2 separate regions of the Danio rerio genome follow, and region 1 is linked to region 2. Evidence: chromatin contacts called from public HiCAR-type data. All regions are on one chromosome and are shown on one strand. Each heading gives the region's core, a stretch centred on a gene start, on an enhancer-like site or on the middle of the called end of the contact. The rest is flanking DNA. Distances are from core to core; before and after follow the strand shown. Region 1 overlaps si:ch211-51h4.2. Region 2 has its middle 100 kb from the start of tbl1xr1a.

The links. HiCAR-type assays count read pairs that join an accessible place to other places.
Region 1: a HiCAR-type map of caudal fin shows a contact between it and region 2, with 6 times the contacts expected there. The contact joins two enhancer-like sites. A contact is called at or near these places in 2 of 18 Hi-C or Micro-C datasets (caudal fin and an unstated tissue) and 1 of 4 datasets of contacts at active chromatin or transcription factors (caudal fin).

The regions. Positions count from the first base shown.
Region 1 is chr11:8,887,655-8,894,625 of GRCz12tu, reverse strand. All of the region lies in intron 18 of si:ch211-51h4.2, which reads left to right. All of the region lies in intron 3 of tbl1xr1a (TBL1X/Y related 1a), which reads right to left. Among named protein-coding and RNA genes, the nearest start is that of tbl1xr1a, 93 kb to the right of the region's middle. Within about 2 kb of position 2,170, at least 39 of the 62 cell types and tissues checked have an H3K27ac peak or open chromatin away from gene starts, as enhancers often do. A contact at or near this core is called in caudal fin, where this site is marked.
Region 2 is chr11:8,692,391-8,699,256 of GRCz12tu, reverse strand. No RefSeq gene overlaps it. Among named protein-coding and RNA genes, the nearest start is that of tbl1xr1a, 100 kb to the left of the region's middle. Within about 2 kb of position 3,141, at least 52 of the 62 cell types and tissues checked have an H3K27ac peak or open chromatin away from gene starts, as enhancers often do. A contact at or near this core is called in caudal fin, where this site is marked.

The sequences.
Region 1 (6,971 bases), core at 921-3,420, 200 kb before region 2:
ATTTTATTTGAAAAGTCTGTGGAGCCCTTTAAAGTTGCAAAGCTTTGTACAATTTTTATGGTAGCCTATTGCACGTTTTCTGATGCTTCAATTCGAACGTACATCTGAATCAGTTAATTTCTGTTTCTGTCAATATGATTTACTAGCTACAAAAAACGCAACAATCTCTTAAAAAGAACAACTCACAGTGAAATTTTGAATTACTTTCAATTCTTATCTAATAAGACTGAAAAAAAAACAATAGATGAAAACCCAAAAGAGCTACAGAAAAAGTTAAAAACTATTTTTGACCGTTTCATATACCCTAATTTGCTCGTTTTGTAAAAAAAAATTGTTCTGTATAATTTGTATCTTTATTTTATTGTATTTTTTGTTGGTCAGTTATCTACAAAATAAACAAATAGAACTAATGCATTTTAGTGGGAAGTGCTGTACAAATACTGTTTTCAATAATAAGGGAATTCTACATTTAAATCAAGTACACCTATTATAACATAATATACAGTATTTAACAATTTACTTTATTTTATAGATTTGAGTTATGAATTGCAGTAGCGCAATTATACTTGGTATCACAATACTTTAGCTGGTATAGTATAGTAATGTGAATTAATGGTATTGCGACAACCCTTATACAGTATATATAAATATATAAAATATCAGACGTTACAATACTATTTCGAATTATCATTGATCTGCAGCCATAGTCCAATCATGTTCATATAAAGTTTAGTTATTAACATTTATACACAAGTTGGCCTGTTTATGTGTATAAAGCATCTGTTTTGTATATGATATGTGAACGACCTGTAAAGCTTTACTTTGACATTTCCTTGAGCGAGAATGACGTCGACTGCAATTTTTTGTCCTAAACCACGCCCACCGAAAGGATACCATTCATACCTTTTGGCAGTAGAGACACAAGCCTAATAAAGGTGACCTATTCAGTGTCATACCATAGCTTACTGAAGCATTCAATGGAAATGAAGCAACCAAGCGATTGGAGTAATTCATCTAGATTTGGTCAATCAGGCTTGTGCATTATTATGAACAAGCAACATTTTTCATTCACAAGAAACTGGTCAACTTTAAGGTTGTTTATTCATGCAACACTCTATATCACTATATCTGCTCAGCATTCGGACTTCCTCCAGAAAACAGCATCCCCAAGCACAAACATATTTTCAGTTCCACATTGAAATGCTGCGTAACCACAAGTGGGCTAATTCTAAAAAAGTGACCCATTTCCTGGCGACCTCTGTGTCTGCCACTCCAGATCACATCCTCATTTATATAGAGAAGTGAAGTGGAAAGTGTTTCCCCGTTGCAGTCAAAGGATGTGGTTTGTTAGCGAGAAGGATAGCTTGTCGTCTCCTCAGTTCTTGCTCGTTTTTGAGAGGTGAGGTTTTGTTCTATTTCTAAACTGTGCCACCATGTGATGTAACACCTACCTGCTCTCTCCTAAAGCTCGTTTTTGACTAACATTTAGCCTCAAACATTGGAGCCGGCCGTCTTGCATTCCCTTCATAAATTATGCAAACGCATGCAAATAGGAGCACATCATCAAAAGGCAGCGTCAGAGCCAATCAGATAACAGAGCTGCTGCAGCGACCAATCAAATCAGGCCAAACGGTGCCACCGGATCGATGCGTTTTATCTCACAGCATAGCCAAATTAAATCTCTGCAACAGTGCAGAGTGCTCATCTATATTATCGAGCGGCTGAGTCGATACCGAGGAGGACCAATAAATCAGTCCTGCTCGTCAAGACCACCAAGCCTGTAAAACAGAGCAGGGAACTCCAGGCATTTACAGTCAGCAACATTAGTTCAAGTAAAGAAACCACGGGTGGGGAAATTCCCTCATAGACGTGACACAGAAAGAGCTTTTATCGAAGCGGGTCACAGCAAACAGGGACCGCTGTGAGATATATCGCCATCTGTGTCTCGTAAATCGCCATTGGGAATGCAAATATCGTGATGCGTCCTCTGGCTTGGACGACATTTTGGTGCACTTGAGGATGCTTGGTGTGTAGAGTAATCTTCATTGTATAATCAAAGGCGGTGTGAGTTGCGTAACAGTGGAATGAAGGCACGCACACGGGGTGAGGGAGTTTGTTCTGTGTTATTCAAGGCTGAAGGGGGAAGTCTGACAGGAAATGCTATTCAACTAGTTTGGGTGAAAGGTGTGACGGATGACTATCGGGTTACAGACTGATAACAGACCACTTCATAGGGATTATGTCAAAAGAGGCCAGAAGGAGGGTTTACAAATCTAGCCATTTGCCTGCTGTTCACGACTGTTGTTAGACACAAGTTGCAAAAAATAGAAAAGGTGTAACGATTCTTGTTTAAAAAAAATAATAAAATCTGAGTTACATTTTTGTACGTAATTCTAACTAAATATGAGAATGCCACATGGTCCAGTGTTGTTTTTTAAATAAAAATAAAATGTAATGATGCATATGTAATTGGATGTAGTAGAGTTTGTAATGTGTTTTCAGTGTCTCGGAAAGGACTGTTCACATTAACTGATCCACACAAACTCCTTTGCAAGTGCTGCGAGTTTTAGTCACTTAACATGTGCAATTGAAAATACAATATTCCTCAAACATTGGTTGATTTTAATGAGAAAGATTTATAAATGTGTAAATGCAAAAGAAAAAGACAACTTGGATTCATTAATTTACTGATGCATTATTAAAATCCAACGTTATGCTTGTTAAGTGAGGGATAAAGCACATCCAGGCGGTTGTTATTGTAGAATACAACTAGGCCTGACACAATAATCAATATATCCACTTATCGCACAACACATGGACATGACCTCAATCATTTTTGGTGATGCAATATATATCGCCCATACATAAAACAATTCTAGCAACATTTTAGCCGACTGTGTAATATTTAATGGATGTCTCTATTGGAGTTGTACGGACATCTCTATTGGATGTGTCAGTATGATTAATAAAACACTATAGTAGTTACTATAAAGTACTGTAAAAGTACTATAAAGTTACTATAAAATAGATCTGGTCACAGATATCACAGCCTCTGTTGCATTTTACCCAGCGCTTTTGTCAACATTTATTATTATTTATTTAGGATATGTATCATCACATTCTGATTCCATTGCCTAATTATTAAAAAGTTAAATGACCTATAATTTAATTTAATTTTTTAGGAATAAAATGTTATGCGTTCTTTAGAAGAGTGTACTTGCATTGTAATTTTATATTTTTTATAACAAAAAAATAGATATCGAGACAGGCCTAAACACAGGCTAATGCAAAGCAAAGGAATTTATTTTGCGAAATATGTAAAAAAAAAAAACGTTGTTCAGAGCAATAATAGTTTTAAACTTTAATCAAATGCTAACAAAAACAAAAATGGCTGAACGGAATATACACTAACCTCTGTATTATTCTGTCACAAGATGAAACCTAACAATTAAGGCTAACTTGTACTTCTGGTGTATGGTTTGGTGCAGCCTTTAAATAGCCCTCAACGATGCACCCCTCACAAAAAATGTAACTACACATCGCAATGACGTGCATTGCCAACTCTGTGATTGGTCAGCTTGGTAGAAGTGATGAGGGTGGGTGGTACAGAGAGCCGCAAACCCAATGGAGAACCGTGAAGGAGCTCCAAATGGAAACTTTAGCTTTGTGTTTACCTTGTGATTAAAGTTGTTGCACGTCCACTGGTTCCTGCCTCTAAATTAGTACGTTTTAGCTACTTCGGAAATTCGGAAAAAACAAAACACCCTTGAAGAAACTCGACAAAGGGAAATATATACACCTTCTGCCAGCTAGCATTTCGGAAGTGTTATTGCAGAGTGTAGAAGTGTAAATGTAAGACTACGTGCAAGGCAGGTGCCGATCACTCGACACAGAAGTATAAATCAGCCTTTAATGTGAATGTAAACATATTAGGTGAACATGAGCCTGAGCCAGATGAGCCTGTGCTATTACTTTCTGCGGTTGTTAACTAGGAATAACATACCTTGGACTGTCGTGACTGACCAATCAGAATCGAATATTCCATAGAGCCTTGTACTAACGTTCGTAAACAATGAACAACTTTATTTTCATTTACTAACATCAACAAAGAGGAATAAAAGCTGAATCCTAAATTTATTGTTCATACTAGTAAATACATAGACAATAATTTAAAACGTTACCATGAGTTTATGAAATAAAACATATAACAAAGACAACCCAACCACATGGCATTTTAACATGAACCAACTTTGTCAGATGATCCGAGACTAAAGACCAACACATCAGGCTGATGATGCAAACAGAGCAATATTTTGAAAGCGCCACAGAGCCACAATGTTTACACTCTTCAGTAAGTCAACACACAGATGGCTTACTTACAGTCGGCTCATTCAACTGGGAGGAGAAAGTCTTTCAGCATTGAAAACCTACACACTTTTAACCGTACAGAAGAGGCTGATTACACCTTCCGATGTGTTTGTGTGTGTGCGTGCATGTGCATGTGTGTGCGTGTTTGGCAGTGGAGCTCTGAGCTTTTCACACGACTCCCTTGACAACAGTGAACTTGATCCTCTCGAACCTCTGAGGGCCTCAGTGAACAATGAGAAGCCTGGAGAGCTTGTGTTCTTGTGTAACACTGACCGTTGGACGCAAATTCCTCAAGACACCCTTCACAGTCAGTGTTCCTCTTCCACCAATTAAGCACAAAAGAAAATATCCCAAAAGTCTGAGCTTTCGAAATCAGTCTCAAGAGTGCCGTGAATTGTGAGGATTATGTCTGACCTGCTTTTCGAGTGATATTACGGAGAGATAAACAGCTTGGCGAAGACTTTTCTGTGCGTAGTGTAAATTATTGCTTTTAAAATGCATTCAAGCACATTAGAGCAGATGTGGGGGGGTATCAAGAGGTAGTCCTGCTGAAAATGAACATTATTGCTTGAGCCAAAGCTGTGGTGTCAGGCTGAGTAAACAAACAGAGCAATGTTTTCTAAGCACCACACTACGGTTCAAGGGAATCATATAAAGCAAATGTCAGCAGTGGATACTAATGCCATTAACATTTCACCATCAGTTTTGTTGATATTTTCTAGCAGTACCTTTGAATAATTTTAACAATGTACAATCTGACATTATTAAATGTTTTTTAATTACATATAAATATTGTACAATATATCCTCACTAGGGTTGGGTACCGAAACCTGTTGCCATTATAGCACCAATACCTTGGTAACCGGTATGTACCGGATTAAATCAGCAAATTAATTTCGGTGCTGCGACAAGGACGCAAGAAGCATGAAAGGGGTGCATCGAAGGCATACATGCGTTGTGTCAAACCATCTGTAAACATTTTATTTTAAACACTTGGAGGAATACAGACAGGCAATGTCAGGCATTTGTTATTGTCGCTAGGCAACGGACGGGCTCAGTACATCGCATTCAGCCTGGTTTTCGGTGAGCGAGAGCGACTCTCTTCAAATCAGCATGCATGATCGCGTTCATCAAATTTACTTAAAATAAGCATTTTAAAGCGTATTTTACAAGCAAGGATTGTGATACAGCAATGTGCTTTACAAAAGTTGCGTGTAAGGAGGAAACATGTCAAACTTAATGACACATTTGAGGGCTCAAAAAGGCAAAGGAATGCCTCTCTCGCATGCTCTAGGTGTCACGCGCAATCGCTCCCTCTGCTTTCGCGGCACTTGCTCTCTCTGTGACGGTGCTGCGCGCATCAGTTCCCCGCATTCGTCAAAAGTTGACACCCAAATTGACACAGGCAATAAAAAGATTAAACTTCAGTCATGTTCATGTTGTGAAACACTATCAAAATGTCCACTGTTGATGATATTAGACTTCTGTTTTCAATAGCGATTTTAACACTTTTAATATAGGAAGTCCTCAGCTATTCAGAGACCATTATTAATCAGAAATTTAGTGTACATAGTTTTACATTAAAAACTGCAGTCTTGAATTTACAAACAGTCGGCAAGTACCAAAGAACAGATGTAAGACATTGATCAAATGTAGTTTTCAGTCACGCTCATGTAAGTCATATTCAACTCGTTTAGTTTTGCCTTCATTCATTTTTGATTTCCGTCTTCAACACATGATTTATTTACAACACATTTTTAAACAATAGTTTAAGTAACTCCTTTCTAATAGCTACTTTTTTATCTTCCCCATGCTGACAGTCAGTGCAGAACATTTTACTAGTTATTTTGCAAGACAGTTGTTTTCAGACAAAGTCCCTTTAAGTATTTTATAGTCTTTTATTCAGATTAAAGTCTAATTTAAAGACTTATTCAGTTAACTACGAAAGTTAAAATAATTAGTCAAATTATTTTGAAAATGAATTGTTGTGTATATCAAAAATATACAATAAATATTTCTTAAGGAGGCTAATAATACTGACCTTATTTTTATTTAAATTAAAAACTGCTTTTATTCACGAAATTAACAATACGAAATGCGACTTATTATGACTCTAGAATAAATTTTTTTTTTAGGAAATTGTACAAATTTTTTTCAGACTGTAGGTCTGTCTGTTAAAGTTAACAGGTGCAACAATGTGCCTTGATGTACTTGAATGTTAGAAATTGGAATATATTATCCTACACCAGTACAAAGTTACTTGTCAAATAAATTAACATAGAAGATTATTTTGATCATTAGATTATATTAAGTTATTTAATTATCTTGTTTAAGAAAACTGCAGAGTGATGCATGAAAAATGACTTCGAATAATTTTTGTATTTTGTGATATATGCGTTAAAATGTGCCCCCAAAAGTATGTGACCCCTAGAGATTTCATATCAGTTAATCACCAAGAAGCTGATACAGTGATTAAAACAACTCTCAACTTTATTAAATCCAAACAAAGTGGAGCAGAACAATTGTGAAACTGCTTTATTAAGTTCCTGAATTAATCTCTTTTTGAAAAAATCTGCTTTGTTTCTACTAAGTGAAATGAATTA
Region 2 (6,866 bases), core at 1,892-4,391:
CTGACTAGCTGTTGTCTATCTGTCAGAAAGCTGGTGGTGATCCATTGACAGACAGCTAGGAACAGAGATCTGGGGCAGTTTGTACTTCGAGCAGTAATAGGACAGAGCTAGGATGGTGATAGGACAGTGATAAGACAGAGCTGTTAAAGGCAGAACTGAAGTTCACAAACAGAATCCTTGCGTAGTTACCTGGTTTTTCCAGATGTTGAAGGGTGTAATGCAGTCCCATGTTGACTGCATCATCCACAGTCCTGTTTGCTCTATAGGCAAACTGCTGGGGATCCAGCAGGGGTCCAGTGATGTCCTTCAGATACGCTAGCACCAGTCTTTCGAATGACTTCATGGCCACAGATGTTAAGATGGCAACAGGTCTGTAGTCATTGAGTCAAGTGATCTTTGGCTTCTACGGGATTGGGATGATGGTAAAGCGCTTAAAGCAGGACGGAACGTTGTGCTGTTCCAGTGATCTGTTGAAGATCTATGAGAAAATGAGATCTTGCCGGTCAGCACAGGTTCTTAGATAGTCTGGATCATTTAGGACTACAAGGACTGTTTATACACATCAAGATTAGAAAATACTAATGGGAGGATAGGTGCTCTAGGTGGTGCTGTTAACACTTAAGTGCAAAAAATACATTTTTAATTAATGTACTTCCAAGACCCTGAGACCTTCAATTCATCTTAGGAACTCAAATAAAGATATTTCGGATAAAATCTGAGAGCTCTCTGACCCTCCATGTACAACAAATGTTGTGAGACTTTCAGTGTTCCAAAAGATACCAAAAACTTCATTTGTCTCCTGGTTGAATCATATTGTTATGAATCTATGGTAATTATTTTGTGTGCACAATAAACAACACCATTATTCTACACGTTCTTCACTTCAATATAAGTTCAAAGTGCTAAAAATCTACGGCAAAATGAAATGCACAACAGAACATGATTCCTTCACAATCACTGCATCCAAAATGGTACACTATGCACTTAAGCGCTTACTCAAAAATATAGTATAATAATAAATAATAATAATTCCTCACATTTTATATTGTGCTTTTCTGGGCGCTCAAAGCAATTTACACACAGGAGGACATCTCGTTCACCACCAGTGTGCAGCATTCACCTGGATGATGCGACGACAGCCATTTTGCGCCACACCACACTCCAGCTGATTGGTGAAGAGGAGACAGAGTGATGAAGCTAATTATAATATGGGGAGGGTTAGGAGACCATGATGGACAGAGGCCAGGGGGGAAATTTGCCCCAAAAAACATGACAGACCCTGCTGAGATATGGATGTGTTATTATGCCGTGACTGTTGCTCAGTTAAGTGTTTGGTGGTCTTTGAAAGGTGAGTTGTTTGTTGTTTATTTTAATATCCTGATAACACGACATAACCCATCCATATCTCAGCTGGGTCCGTCATGCTTTTGGGTCCCCTTGAAACATTTCCCAGACATCCCAAGTCTCCCGGAAGTTGCGGGAGTATGCCTAAAATGCATAGACACTCTCGGATGCCCGCAAATGAATCATAATTTCCCGGAAATCACGCGTCTCCTGCCCGGCCCTAAAATATGTTGCACACCCCTCTCTCCACTGCATCCCTACTAGCTCTTCAGGTACGTCTCCCGCAACTCACCCCCACCGTTCTTCAGGTACGTCTCCCGCAACTCACCCCCACCGTTCTTCAGGTACGTCTCCCGCAACTCACCCCCACCGTTCTTCAGGTACGTCTCCCGCAACTCACCCCCACCGTTCTTCAGGTACGTCGCGCGCAACTCACCCCCATCACTCTTCAAGTACGTCTCCCGCACACGCCCCCCCTTTACAGATACGTCACCCCCTTTCCCCCACCCTGCCCCCGCTCTTCATGTACCCACTAATGCGCTACCTCCCGCAAATCAACTCTGTATCCTCCGGAAATGACTCTTTCCAACTTGGGATGTCTGATTTCCGTTGTGTTACGTGGAGTATTTTCAAGTGTTGTGACCAATAAGCTGCGCGTTTCTTTAGTTGTTTGTGTTGTGACTAGATGCAACATGTGTGCTGTCAGGTTAATAAAGAGCGTTTCTTTATTTGGTGGTGTTTTTTGTAATTGCAGGTGCTTTCTGAAATTGCAGTGTGTTAAGCTCTCTCGGCCACCATAAAGGAGGCTGTATGAGTGCTGTAATTGCAGAATATCACATTGCTATTATTTAAAGTAGTTGCATATCTTTTAAGACCATCCAACAAGCGCTTGTCAACCCAGCTGTGTTTTTTTGTTTTTTGATGTTGTTATTTTTTTATCTCCTTCATTTCTATAAAGTATCATTTAAGGGTAAACATTTCCCAACAGATTATTAACTCACTACTAACCACTAAAGGACACATGTAGCATCACAACAGATCAAAACATTTAATTTAGTTAAAACATACTTTGAATTTCTAGAATGCTCAGCTTTAAAGCTGACATGAAAACAAGGGATACCTCGTTTCATCCAGTGCAAGACATTTCTGAAAATGAAACGAAACGCACACATCTGCTGCGTCGAGCACTGATTTAGGCTTCAGGAAAAAATCCCTCATTCATGATAATCACGTTATGACGTCAACAACTTATGAAACATGTAATTCAGATGACAAAGAGTAGATTCTGCTTGATAATCACACTCATCCTTCATAGGAAAAAAAAAAGAAAGTGCTGTGCTTCAAGACACAGTAGACAGTCATTAATCATAAGGAATGTTTGCATTATGATGAACATAGATAAACACTCTTGATTGTGGTGTCAAAGTCAGTTACAGACAACACGTACCTTTGATCGATTACATTTCGAAGCCACAGGCAATACAGGATTCATTCTGTTTGTGCAAGACAAGGGTGTATTTTAATCGGCAAGTGCTCGGATGACACAAAAAAAACCTTCCTTGATCTGTCAGGGCTTGTTCTTCATATTAAACGTTATCATTGTGACATTTTTTTTTTTGTATGGGGATGCCTGACTTTATTAGGAGCACATGTGCTGTGACTCTCCTTGTGCAGACAAACCTGTCAAGCTGCCTTCAGTCAGAACTAAAATGGCCATGATCTTTCCTTCCCGCTTTTCCTCAGTACGCCACAAAGTCCCTTCCCCCTCTCTTTCCTTCCTCTGCGGGAGCCGCTTGGAGAGAGAAAGCCCTTTCACCTACATTCAGCTAAGCCTGCTTAATGTGGCTGTGCAGAGCGGGGCGGCGAAGGCTGTGATCGCTGTGATGTTTGAGTGCTTCCTAAAATGCATAGTGCTCGTCCATCTGTGCGGGCCGTTTATTCCAAACACGCACAGACAGCTGCTGGTTCAGTCCAGATTTCCTTCAAAATGACTGAAACGCTTTGAAACACTGTAATTGTCATTTCCCTGTTTATAGCCATCTTATACGCTAACCCTGGGATCAACATTTGTATGCTGATGTTGGATTCAGAAGTATTTCGTGTTTTTGTAGTTTAGTAGCAATCGTCCAAATGTTATGCATTAGCTAGTCTTCAAAGACTTTGTTTATGGAGCAAAATAAACGGTTGCCATGGAAACCATTAGCATTTATTGTTACATGAGAGTTGAGTCGAAGCAGCAGCCGGTTCCTTTTATATATGTGTCACGGATCACGATAGAGCCGCTAATAGGATGGCAGCAACACAAAACAAGGTTGCAAAACGCCCTGTTTTGTTTGTGGGCCTTTTTGGTATAAAGGACTAGGTACTGGAGGTGTATGATTTGGCCTATTTGTAAGAAATTTTGTGGGCAGGTATAAAACATCACACATTTAAAGAAAAGATTCAAGAACAGAAAGTAATCTTTATTGGAGGTCGAAATGAAACTGTTACATTTCTTCAAACAACATTTCTGTCTGGTTCTTGAATCTTATTTGCTGATAGCCGTGCGATATTTTGCCAGTAACAGCACACAAAGGCCTCTTCAAATTTCACCTTTGTGTATTACTCCGCCCACAGTCAGCAACAAGCAGAGGACACTCTACAAATATTGCTGCTGTTGGACAACATTGTCCTTTTGAGACTTTTTTTAGTCAAGAATGTAGTCGTTTAGATTGCAACTATGCATTTTGTTTATAAAAATAGTACATATTTTAAAATATTTACAATTTTTGAAAGATGGTCATTGGCCAGCCATACAGAGTCGAACAAGGACGGTTGATGTTTTCATTCACAAGATGGCGACAGGACCGCATAATAAGCCATTAGAAGATAAAAACAACATAACTACAGCTGATCAAATGATTATTAAACTGATAAGTGATATTCCAAGTCGATCTCTCTCTTTTGCATGTTGTTGTGCTGTATTTATAATGTTACCATAAGTAAATGTAGTGCACTTAGTGTGAGATATGGGACTCACAAATCAGAAATGTGTGTTGTGTTGGCAGAAAGAAAGAAGAAATGCCCGCATGTGTTTATTGTTTATCCTTCTCGTAAATACACCAGCAGTCTTTTAGTTATTGCGCTGCTTTTTTAGGGGTTAATTATTGTCATATTGTAACAGGCGCTTATTGTTTGATATGCTTTGTATATAAATGTTATGTCCCCATTAAGAGGACTTCTTCTGCGGTTGTTTTGCCTTTGAGTTGTAAGCACACATTTATGGGAGCTCAGTTCAGTTCTGGTGAGCTCTGTGAAGTGTGTGATGGTCGCTCTACCGCTGTATCATTCGTTTATTTCCATAATGTAACATTTTATTTTGCGACAGATGTTTGGGCGTCTTTTTCTTTTCTTTTTGCCTACTTAATGCCAAATTAAAGTTGACTGGCATGAATATTGTCGACAGAACTTGGGAGAAACGCATAAAGGCCAATAGGAAGAGCGAAAAAGTTTGTCTCCTTTTTTTCCCTGCTAAAAGTCTTCGGGTAAATGCTGGGACACTTGGTACCCGTAACAATATACCGATTGCAACAGAGAAATACTGTAGTCTGTAATAGACTGTAGAGAGATATCTCTGTAGACAGATGGCATTTCAGGTCACGTTCAGTCTTATAATCTTAAAAATAAAAAAAATATTTAAAAAAATAAAAGCTGTTTTGTCATCACTTTAGACATTACGCTATAGAGCAGGGGTGGGCAAACTGGGAGGGCTGGTGTCCTGCACAGTAATACTAATCAAACACACCTGAACATGCTAATCAGTGTCTTCAAGATCACTAGAAATTTATAAGCAGGTGTGTTTGATTAGAGTTGGAGCTAAACTGTGCAGGACACCGGCCCTCCAGAACCGTGTTTGCCCACCCCTGCTATAGATAGTCATTCAACCACTAGCTCTAAAGTGATGTTGGTGAATTAGTAACGGCTTCTGCTGTTTTGACGTCAGCTGCAGAAGTGAATGAAGGGTGGAAGAAAGTAGTTCCTAATAAAAAAAAGGTTTTTAGACACGATTATGCAGTTGAACTGTTGAATAAACGCAATATAACACTTGTAGCAGTGCGATTTGGCTGTATATCAGCCTGCAGCCTTGTGCTAATGCACGCCTAGCACCAATGCTGATATATAGCCATATCGCACTGCTACAAGTATGATATCGTGTTTATTCAACAGTTCCACTGCATATTGCTCATATATTTATATATATATATATATATATATATATATATATATATATATATATATATATATATATATATATATATATATATATATATATTCAGTGTTTTTGAAATTATTATTTCGGATAGTCTATACCAAGGGTCACCAATCTCGGTCCTGGAGGGCCGGTGTCCCTGCAGGATTTAGCTCCAACTTGCCTCAACACACCTGCCTGGATGTTTCTAGTATACCTAATAAGACCTTGATTAGCTTATTCAGGTGTGTTTGATTAGGGTTGGAGCTAAAATCTCCAGGACACCGGCCCTCCAGGAGCAAGTTTGGTGACTACTGGTCTATACAGTACATGAAGTTCAAGCTTCTGAATCAAGTGCATCTAAAGCCATGCATCCAAGGCAAAGTGAAAGAAGTTATTGACTGTAATATACTTACTATACAAATTAACTGGATGGCGGTCAGAAAGTAAGCATCATTTTATATTTTAATATTTGCCGGTTTTAGTCTGAGACTCTTTGATGCACACACCATAACTAACCATAAACTGACATGAAAAATGAGACATTTATTTGGCTGTTTACAATAAAAAATGACATTAAATAATAAGATATATTTGTATTAATAATCCATAACATCTGACACAAACTATAACAATTTACAAAGTACAACAACATCAATGTCTTCACAGCTGATTGATAGCTTGTAGTACTTACCTCTATATGTAAAAAAAACCCACAATAGTCTCTTTGCTGGAAGCATTAGTCTAGCAGATACATTTATACACAGAATTCTCAAAGCATCATTATAAGCAAATAGAAGCTTTCGTAAGCTGTGTGCTCTGTAGTTAAACCACAATTGAGCAGGGCAAAGAGTTTAAAGTATGCTTTAAACAATTAAATTATGTAATGGATTCACTAACTTGAACAAACAATGAAGCAATAAATTTATTACAATATTTATCGTCTTCGTTAACGTTCAAGCTGTTCACTGTTAGCTTATTCCAACTCACAGTGCATTAACTAATGCTATTATACAGCTGTCTAAAATACTTGACTCTGATTGGTCAGTCTCAGCATTCCAAGGTATGTTATTCCGAGATAACAATCACTAAATAACACAAACTCATCTGGGAACTTAGAATCATCTTGAATGCCAGTAAATACCATCAAATCAATATATTTGCATCCACATTCATGTATATCTGCTTGCTGTCATGCTTGCATCCACATTCATGTATATCTGCTTGCTGTATATCTTTCATGCTGTGGTTTTGACTGTTTGGTGTCGTTTTGTGAATGAATATGGTGTAGGTT